2 separate regions of the Zea mays genome follow, and region 2 is linked to region 1. The links are chromatin contacts, called in public Hi-C maps. All regions are on one chromosome and are shown on one strand. The core of a region is the stretch at or near the end of the contact, and the rest is flanking DNA. Distances in the headings are between cores, read along the strand shown. Region 1 has its middle 4.1 kb from the start of LOC100272492. Region 2 has its middle 7.1 kb from the start of LOC100192638.

Region 1 (4,975 bases), core at 2,008-4,507:
CACAAGACATGACAGCAGTCTGATGAACAGATATGCATTACAACTGCACAAGACATGACAGCAGTCTGATTGCGCGTGAACCGGATTGAAGATGCGATGAAGCAGGTCTGCAGGTGGCCGTGTTTGTCCCGCTCCCGCACCGCATGGATATGCGACACATGCCAATGCAGCAATGCTACGTGCGCGCGTACGAATTACGAACGTGCGAACTGCTACGGGGTCGCCAACCGGGCTTTTTTTTTCCATTTTATTCTACGTCTACACTTCGGTTGTGACTTCGGCATCTTGACCTACGAAGTCAAGAACGTACAATACCAAGCTTACACGGCTCAAAGTCAGATGATTTCGATGTCTTAACCTACGGCGTCAAATTTACATGACTCGGCATTTTACACTTTAATTCTTATTTAGATTTTGAATTTGTGTATAGAAACAATTATATATTGTTGGGGTCATCAAAGTTGTACAACTTTGCTACATGATATAAATTTAATGAAATTTAATAGTGTTTTGCTAAATAATTTATAAATTTTATGAGGGTCGACTGACCGCCCCAATAAACACTCCTAAAATAGCTCCTGATAGGAGACACGGATGGAAAGATTAAAGTGAACCATGTGCCCTTACAAAACTAAAAAAGTTCTAAAGCCAAAGAAAGCCAACACACATTGTTCATATTATTTCTGGCACCTGCGAAAGTTGTACAATTTGGCACGAATATCCGCGTGGTGGAACCTCTGTGTTTAAGTGTAAACCAGTGCCATTGGAAAGGTAGGAGAGGTGCTTAGGCCAATTTTGAGTGATAGTTTCATCACATAATTTTCAATGTTGCCACATCATCCTTATTTTCCCCAACATTCGCCTACTTCATTTATGTACCCTCACCAGCTCGTGCACAGCTCTCCTCCATTGAAGGTCACACAACCTCCCTTTGTGTTCTTGGTGATATCTTTTGAGATTGGGTTTAGAAAGTGGGTGAGAAAGCACCAAAGCAAGAGGAAAACTTTCTAGCGCCTTGGTTATCCCTCTATATTGGTGTTCGAGTTTATTAGTCATGGAGCTTGGCTCCTGACATCTAGAGGTTGTCCAGAAGCTCCCAATCATGAGCATTGAAAGTTTGTAATGCCCTTCCATCGCTATTGTAATAACTCAAGCTCGGTCTTTATGGTTCTTTCGCTAGAGTTTGTATGAAGTTGAGACACCCAAAAAGCTTGTTATTTTACTCGATATAAATTTCACACTAACTATTTTTGCCGTTGTAGTTTCAACTAGGATAAGAAACCTCTATGGATTCGTTCGGAACTTTCACGTCATGAAAGTTACGCATGAACCTATGGATGCACAACCGTTGCGATCGAGTTTCAATCTAGAGCATCTCCAAGAGCGAGTCTTAAATTCGGGTCCTAAATTTCGAAATAGAACCCAATTTAAATGATGTAAAGGATCAACAATATTTAGTACTCCAGCAAGAGAGCCTATAGTCACTGTTACAATTGAACTATCAGCCTATTCCCTCTATTCGCATGTATCCTAGTTGTCGCATGCCTACACCGCTAGGGCCAAAGAGCTGCACAACCTCCTTGAAAACAGAGGCACGAGCTGTTGTGCATCACCAAAACATAGGTGCAGGGTCTGTACATTTGCAGCAAAAAACAGAAACAACAGCCGCCAATTCTGTGCGAGCACAAAGGAATCCTAGCTTTTTAGATGCTCGTTATACCCATGTTAGTAACTTATACTATGATTCGTTGATTCAAGAAGCATTCCATGCTCGTTATACCCATGTAGACAAGCATTCTGGGATACATGAATTACTCCAATTAGAACTTCACTTTAAGGCCTTGTTCGGTTAATCCCGTTACCTATGGATTGGATGGGATTGGAAAAAAATATGAAGAAGTTTGACTTACTTGGGATTTAAACCCATCCAATCCCACTCAATCTACATGGATTGAGAGCTAACCGAACAAGCCCTAAAGAGGATATTCCATTTTATTATACCTGACGGGGAGAGGCGATAGGGGTACCAATACCATGAAGTTTTATGGGAAGGTAGGAATGTGGGAAAATAGATAGGGCTCATAGACAAGGTAGTATATTTGAGGCTTCACTCACCGTTACCGAGTTCTAAACGTGTTTGACAAAAAATGTAAAATAGGATCTTTATTGGAAGCTATTTGTATTCTCGAGTCCTATATTTCAAAATATGACTCAATTCAAGACACTTGTTATAATTGCTCTTATTCGCCTTCTTTATTCTTTGCCTCATCCTTGCACGCCACAAAAGTTAGGCATGTCACAGTTTATTAGAGACATGTTTGGGTCACTGCCGCATCTATGGCAAACATTTTTAGCATATTTTCCCCACATGCCATATACTAATCTTCTTGCTAAAAAAAGTATATATGGCATAATAAACTTCAATGTGAACTGAACATGCCCAATGCTGGTAAAAAATATAGGAAACCATATGAGATACAACATATGGCCCGCTTAAGACCCAAGGATTTTCTAGAAACCATTCTAGTCTCAATGGAGAATACGAGATTTAAAAAAAACGACATTTCATACGAGACCTAAATGAAGTAAGGCCCCGTTTGTTTCCTTTCATTTTGAGGAATTGGAATCTTACTATTAGAATAGGCTATTTTTTAGAATGTTACATTCCACCACTTTCCAAAAATATCATATAAACCTATCTCAAATTCATAGGGTGAGAGATGAAAATTGATTCTATAGATTTACATGCTATTTTTCTGATGTACAACTTATAACATACTCTTCTACTTGCTTCGTTATAACATGAATATAATATATAACCATCTATCTCATATGATGATTTAAGATAATATACAAATATATTACATATATAAATATATAAACTTAATTAGTTTTATCTAAACTATAATTATTAAAATGGAATTAAATTCCAACGAAACAAACGAGCCTAATAGTATTTCCTAATAGTATTTCGGCCCATGAATCCCAAGAACGCTGCTACCACGGCCAGGGCGAAAGAAAAATGAAGCAGGTCCGAGGTCCAGGGTGGAGGTGCAGCAGGCCTAAATCGGATGGACACAGGCCGGTTCAGAAAAGAGAGGAGTCCTGTTGGGACGCTGGGAGTGGGAGGGCCTAGCTATTCGCCGGTTGCCGGTCCCCTACGGAAAACAGCCACGTCTGGGCAGGCGTAGCGTAGGTGCCTGCTGCCATCAACCACTACCGCGTCCAGGTCCATTCCAAAAGACAGCCTGTCGTCGAGTTCATCGGAGACAGGCAGGCCTAAAAGGCTAGTAAGGGCCTGGGACTAACCAGACCAGGTCGTCCAACACGCTAGGCAGCCCATCAAGTTGGTTCTCCTCCACGCCGACGCCGCTATGATTTTTTCCCTTGCAAAACCCATGCTCGCTAATGATGGAACCGAGAAAAGAACCACAGCGTTCTGACTGAGACACCTGGGCAATGAGTTGAGATGATTTTTTCCAGACAGAAACCTGCTGCGCCCACTTGAACTCGTAGGATGGTGGCTACGGTCTCTACCTGTAGTAGCCTGTCAACCTCGACCCAATCGGGTTCCTTAACGTACACCATCTTCTCCCGGGCTGTTGTAAACTGTACTAACTACTAATATAGGCAGGCTGTAGCCATGAATGAGAAGGATAGCTGCCTGGAGTACGTCCTCCACCAGATTAGAGACTACTCCTGCAGTCCTGCTATAGGTCAGTGCAGCTAGCGGACACCGCAATTATTTGCGACAACGAGAACGTAACACCAACCGATAATATTGCATGGCCGCCCCCGGACCCCCTTTTCGTCGTATGGGAGCAACTTTTTTGTTGTTGTTGTTGTTGTCGTCGTCGTGCAACGCACTGTGGCTCCGGCTGTACGTGACAGGGATGTTTTTTTTTGGATGGAGGGAGCGTGGTTGCTGCTGCAATCACGCCATGGTGTGTCCCCATGGCAAAAACTAACTTGTGCCTCTGTGATCATGTCCCCTGTCCCATGCATACACGACCGGGACAGACAAACTTTCACCAGCTACCAAGCGCGTTTTCAGATGGCGGTCTCAATTTTCAAGCGGGAGCAGCACTGATCAACACAGCGGCCGCACAGGGCAGGCGATCGCGGCAAAGCTGGGAGCAGGAAACACCAAGCAGTAGTAGTAGTAGCTCACGTGCCGTAACGGAAGCAATTATAAAAGACACGGCCGGGTGAGCGCGAGGCCGGTTGCGCCATCTAGAGGTGACGGCCAATGGTTTTGGATCGTCAGTTGGTGGTGATCAGCTGTTACTAAACAGCCGGGAAACGACCCCCGCGCGGGGTTGGCTCATAACGCGGGAAGGTACGCGTGTAAAGCAAGCAGCCGGTTTGTCTGGTTCTGGCTTATTACTTGTCACCTCAGTGGAGTGCTCGGGGTTTGTAGAACGCTACCCTCTCTCTCTCTCTCGTCCCTTTCTTACCCTTTTCCTTTGGAAGCGGAGGGAAGGAAAGAGATAGAGAGAGAGAGAGAAATCAGCTCGAGTGAGATGGGACGTTAACCTCCATCGATCATGGCAACTGCGATGGCACTGGGTCTGGGCTGCATGCATGGCGGCCCTGCGACCTCTCGTCGCTAATTACGCGAGAAACACGCTAAAACCTCCAGAGCAGACAAAGACAACGGAGAGCGAGAGCTTGGTCGGAGTCCATATCCGATCCGAACGCGAGCGTCCGGACTGTGTTGGCGCTGTGCCTGTGCTGTCAGGAAAAGGATTTGGACGACTCCGCAACAACGCCAGTACCGAAGCGATGTGCCGCCTTTTCTCTTACGTACTACTACTTACTTGCTTAGAGACCAGACCAACCACAAAGTGCTTGTTATCAAACAGAACACAAAAGAAAGGCCGAGTCTTTCCATTCAGTTTGCAGGATGGCTCGGTATGTCTGTCTCTCGACGCGCTTTCTTCCCTATGAACGGTTTTGTCCTCTTATATCAGTA
Region 2 (5,240 bases), core at 1,425-3,924, 360 kb after region 1:
TTGCTTTGGTTTGTGTTGGCATCAATCACCAAAAAGGGAGAGATTGAAAGGGAATTAGGCTTACACCTATTTCGTAGATGATTTTTGGTGGTTGAATTGCCCAACACAAATAAATTGGACTAACTAGTTTGCTCTAGTGTATAAGTTATACAGGTGCCAAAGGTTCACACTTAGCCAATAAAAAGACCAAGTTTTGGGTTCAACGAAAGAGCAAAGGGACAACCGAAGGCACCTCTGGTCTGGCGCACCGGACTGTCCGGTGTGCCACCGGATAGTGTCCGGTGCACCAGAGGACTCCAAGTCAAACTCGTCACCTTCGGGAAAATCTAGAGGCGCTCCGCTATAATTCACCGGACTGTCCGGTGTACACCGGACAGTGTCCGGTGCTCCAGGAAAGAGCGGCCTCAGGAACTCGCCAGCTTCGGGAATTCACAACGGCTAGTCCGCTATAATTCACCGGACATGTCCGGTGTGCACCGGACTGTCCGGTGTGACAACGGAGCAACGAATATTTCGGCGCCAACGGCTACCTGCAGCGCATTGAATGCGCGCCAGCGCGCGCAGAAGTCAGGCACGCACATGCTGGCGCACCGGACACTCTACAATACATGTCCGGTGCGCCACCGGACATCCAGGCGGGCCCAGAAGACAGTACTCCAACGGTCGAATCCTAACGTCTTTGGTGACGTGGCTGGCGCGCCGGACATGTCCGGGGTGCACCGGACTGTCCGGTGCACCATACGACAGTCAGCCCCACCAAACGGCTAGTTTGGTGGTTGAGGCTATAAATACCCCCAACCACCCACCATTCATTGCATCCAAGTTTTCACACTTCCAACCACTTACAAGAGCTAGGAATTCAATTCTAGACACACTCAAGAGATCAAATCCTCTCCCAAATTCCACACAAAGCCTTAGTGACTAGTGAGAGAGATTTGCTTGTGTTCTTTTGAGCTCTTGCGCTTGGATTGCTTTCTTCTTTCTTGATTCTTTATTGCGATCAAACTCACTTGTAATTGAGGCAAGAGACACCAATCTTGTGGTGGTCCTTGTAGGAACTTTGTGTTCCAAGTGATTGAGAAGAGAAAGCACACTCGGTCCGAGTGACCGTTTGAGAGAGGGAAAGAGTTGAAAGAGACCCGGTCTTTGTGACCACCTCAACGGGGAGTAGGTTTGCAAGAACCGAACCTCGGTAAAACAAATCCGCGTGTCACACCTCTTAATTGCTTGCGATTTGTTTTGCACCCTCTCTCGCGGACTCGATTATATTTCTAACGCTAACCCGGCTTGTAGTTGTGATTATTTTTGAGAATTTCAGTTTCGCTCTATTCACCCCCCTCTAGGCGACTATCAGTTTACAAGCTAGCCCTTAGAGCTTGTTTGGGAGTAAGAATACTAGAGGTAATTGTAGGGGGCCAAAGTTCTCTTGCTATTTAATTTTAAATAACAATGGAATTTTAGCTCATCTAATCCTGTCTGGTATCTTTGCGCCCAAACAACCTATTCTGTATGGTCAAACTTCACTCGACGGGCACGGGCAGTAGCTAAAAGATTTTGGTTTCTGCTGATTACTGGAGCTAAAATGAACCCTTTCTTCCACTCAGTGCGGGACTACCGTATATTTCTTCGGAGCTAAACAAGGTGGGTCTCTAAGCACCGGCTCTGCTCTTACCAAAGAATAGTTAAATTTTGAGAAAAGGTAGCACAAACACTCAGAGAAGAAATAAGTGAAACTTAAAGGGGTGTTTGGTTTTTAGTGATTAATTTTTAGTCCCTTCATTTTATTCTATTTTAGTTCCTAAATTATCAAATATAGAAACTAAAATAGAGTTTTTTTATATATTTGGAAATTTAGAAACTAAAATGGGATAAATTGGAGGGACTAAAAATTAGTACATAGAAACCAAACAAATTGCATACTTTGTAGTCCTAGCTCTCTCTCTTCCTACTATCTGGCTAACCTTTTGCACCCACCTTTGTGACTTGTGTACACTAAACAGCTGATACTTATAGAAGTTTTAAAAGCGCCACCTATTGTAAGTTTGTAACCCACGTACGGTCTCCACTGTGAGGATCTCAATGAGATGTATGTATTCTGCAGTAAGCTCATGACAGAATAATCTAATATTCACCTGATTGAAGTATCGTTTCCTATAATTAAGCCTCTCAATGAGATGTATGTATGTATGTATTCTTGGCTATTGACTGCCTGCCAGCACTTGCTTCAGAACAAAGATTATTTGGCTTGGTACCAAGAACTCTGCGAGAAAATCCTAGGTAGTTCACTGATGACTAGGCCACCATCATAGTAACATGACATCATTCTTTAACCCAAAACTTTCAGTTCAGACTGGCCCATTCGTGCGTGTGCACTGCACTGCTGCGTTGGGCTCGACAACAGAGCTTCCACCACAGACACTGATGCGAGAAACACGCTGCCTAGGGAAACCCAACGAAGACGATGAGTAGCCCGCACTCCTCCACACTTTGTTACCAAGAACATATTCGCGTCGGCCAATTACCCACGCATGCATGTCCGATGCAACGGAACACGCTGTGTGACTGCCTCCCTTGTGAGTAAAGCAAGTGTATATGTAATATGTGCTTCGCCCTTAAATAGAAGAAGGAACGTTTGTTAGATGGGCCAGCTCGACTGCAGCCCATCTGGGCCTAAACAAAACTGCAGCCCACCTTGGCTGCAGGGTGGTCCAGCAGTAGACAATTTCCCTACACGAAAGACCGTACCGTACCGCAGCAATGGTGCAAATCTTTAAAAAAAACGATCACACCCAAAACGCACGGCCATTTCCCAACCTCTAAAAAAGCGGTGCGTGATAGATAGATACCACGCATCGACCGTCAAAAAGGATCGGACGCGATGCCACTGCAGATGCAAAAGCAGAATTCGCGCTGAGGGATCACGCAACCAAGGATCTAACCGCACTAAGCGAGAGTGCACCGGCAGGTGCCAGTCGGAAGAGTAATCTATCTGCCTGGCCGCCGCACGCACTGCACGTTCACGGTATGCCAAGGCCAATTTGATACAGCGAACTTACCAGTCAGTCAGTCATAAAGCTAGCTAGTGAAACCGTGTGGAGAGAAAGGCGTATAGCGAGTGTGCTCATCTTTCAGGAACCAAAGTGAATAAGGCCGTAAGATCAGCCCGGATCCCAGCCGCCACTGATCGTCCTCCACCTCTGTCGTGGCAGGAAAAGGTCCTATATAATATAAATATACTTGCGTCTGTGGCCTCCTATAAAGCGACGCTGGATACATGTGACAAGCACTATATACCAAATACCATCACGGACAAGACACGGGAGATGATGACGAGCTGTAGCTGTGCGTGCATGTACCCCCGTCTCCGTACATATATCTAGCCCACGGATCTAGCCTGCCGGTAGTGCGCCAGTGATCGTCTAGCAGCGTCGCCTCTCCTCCAAAGATCCGTCAAAAAGCTGCTGAGGACGGATCAAAAGGCGCCTGATGACCAGCAGACCGATCAATCATGCTGACTGCCTCACTACCTCTAGGCTCTACCGGCCGGAAAGCAGCAGCAGCGGTGGTGCGCGCGACCACGAGCCACGTCGCCACGAGGTCCAGGTTAACCAGGGCCGATCCCGCACGCACGCGCGCGCTCCGCGACGGCGACGCGCACGTGAGCAAGGGGCGCCCGGCGAAACGGCTAGTGCGCGCACGCCCCCATGGTGAGGGTGCATATGGCCCGCCCCGTCGTCGTACGCGTACGCGTCGCGCGCCCCAGGTCGGCCGCGGCACGGCGGCTCGGCGGTCGTGCTCGGCTTTTGGGCTGGGAGATGTCGCGCCGAGCCCGTGACGCGGAAGGGGGGTTGTCGCGACGCACGATGGATTGGACACGGCTGTCTCCGCGTGTGGGCGGGTATGGTCTTGGCTTCGCCTGCGCGGTCTCTCGAGGCGACGACGGCGACCCGGCGGCGGTCGTCTTTCGGCCCGGCGTGCCTAGTGGAGACGAGGGCCGGGGCGTCAGATGTCGGCGCCGGTCAGGTGCCGCCAGCTGCCCGCCTCGTCGCACTAGGAAAGTACAACACCGGAACTGGCACTGGGCGAGCAAAAGCGTGGTCTTTCCACGTCTTGCCTCTCTTTCACCCGACGATGAATGCGCGCGCGGTAGATTTTCAGCAGAGTGGTTTGATGAAATCATAATATTTATGATGTTATCAAATTACTATCCTTAAAAAAATATTTTCTAGTATATACATTTAGAATCGTAATTTTTGACATTATCTTCTATAAACTTGGTTAATTTTAGAATGGTTTGGTTAAGCCAAATCTAGAACTGTTTCGTTTGGACGATGGATGGTAGCAGAGAAGACGCTACTGTTCGTTGGTCCCCTTCGCCGTGCCGTCGTTCTCGTCTTGACTTTATACGGCGCTTTTCCTCCCAGCAGATCGTCCCATCAATCTCCTACAGAGGCAACAGCAACGTCGTCTCCACGCATCGTCCACAAAGACGGCGAGCCAAGTTGACCTGCACCAGGATAATGGTACCCAACCCATCACCCATGCCACAGCGACTCGGTCAACGGCTCGCCATTCGCCTGGGGTCGTGGTAGCAACTCGCTGTCTCGGATCGGACGACGATGTCCGACTCTAAGGGTGTGTTTGGTTGCCTGCATCTGCTCGTGCTTGCATCGCGGGATGCGGGTAGCTGCTGTTTGGTTGCTGTGAGCCAGGCTATGCGCGTGCGAGCTCTGTGTTTGGTTGCCTGCATGTAGATTTGGATCCAGACTCGCACGATCCTTAAAGCACCTTGGGCCAGGCTCACCAGATACGAGCAGATTGGTCGCATCTCCAGAGCCAGGCTCCAGTGATCCTGGCTCACACAGCCAGGTTGACGAGAGAAACCAACCAAACAGACCCTAAGCGTAGCGCGTTCGGACGCGATGAGTACCCCTGTACCTTGTGGCAGTGCCATATAGTATTGTCGCTACCGTCACCACCTCGCTCGCTGTTGCCAGCGCGCAATGCATCCATCTGCGCTTTTCATTATTGATGCGTTGGGCCCGCGTGCCAACGCATCTGATGACATTGAAACCGGTGGCCATTGCTGCCGTGCCGACATGCTTCTTCAAGCACGGTGGATGCAAATAATTAGGATAAAAAAACGATCAGAAATGGTCTGAAAAAGTCTAACCATTTCTAAAAGACAACTAGGAGAAAAATATTCAATTTGTATCATTTTATATCTAAGGATAAACAAA

Evidence for each region. Hi-C and Micro-C count contacts between places; a contact is called where the count stands out from the background.
Region 2: a contact with region 1 is called in a Hi-C map of bundle sheath, with 5 times the contacts expected there. The contact joins two enhancer-like sites. A contact is called at or near these places in 3 of 25 Hi-C or Micro-C datasets (bundle sheath, ear and tassel).

The regions. Positions count from the first base shown.
Region 1 is chr4:186,792,269-186,797,243 of Zm-B73-REFERENCE-NAM-5.0, forward strand. No RefSeq gene overlaps it. Among protein-coding and RNA genes, the nearest start is that of LOC100272492, 4.1 kb to the left of the region's middle. Within about 2 kb of position 3,258, at least 18 of the 20 cell types and tissues checked have an H3K27ac peak or open chromatin away from gene starts, as enhancers often do. A contact at or near this core is called in bundle sheath, ear and tassel, where this site is marked.
Region 2 is chr4:187,154,582-187,159,821 of Zm-B73-REFERENCE-NAM-5.0, forward strand. No RefSeq gene overlaps it. Among protein-coding and RNA genes, the nearest start is that of LOC100192638, 7.1 kb to the right of the region's middle. Within about 2 kb of position 2,675, at least 20 of the 20 cell types and tissues checked have an H3K27ac peak or open chromatin away from gene starts, as enhancers often do. A contact at or near this core is called in bundle sheath, ear and tassel, where this site is marked.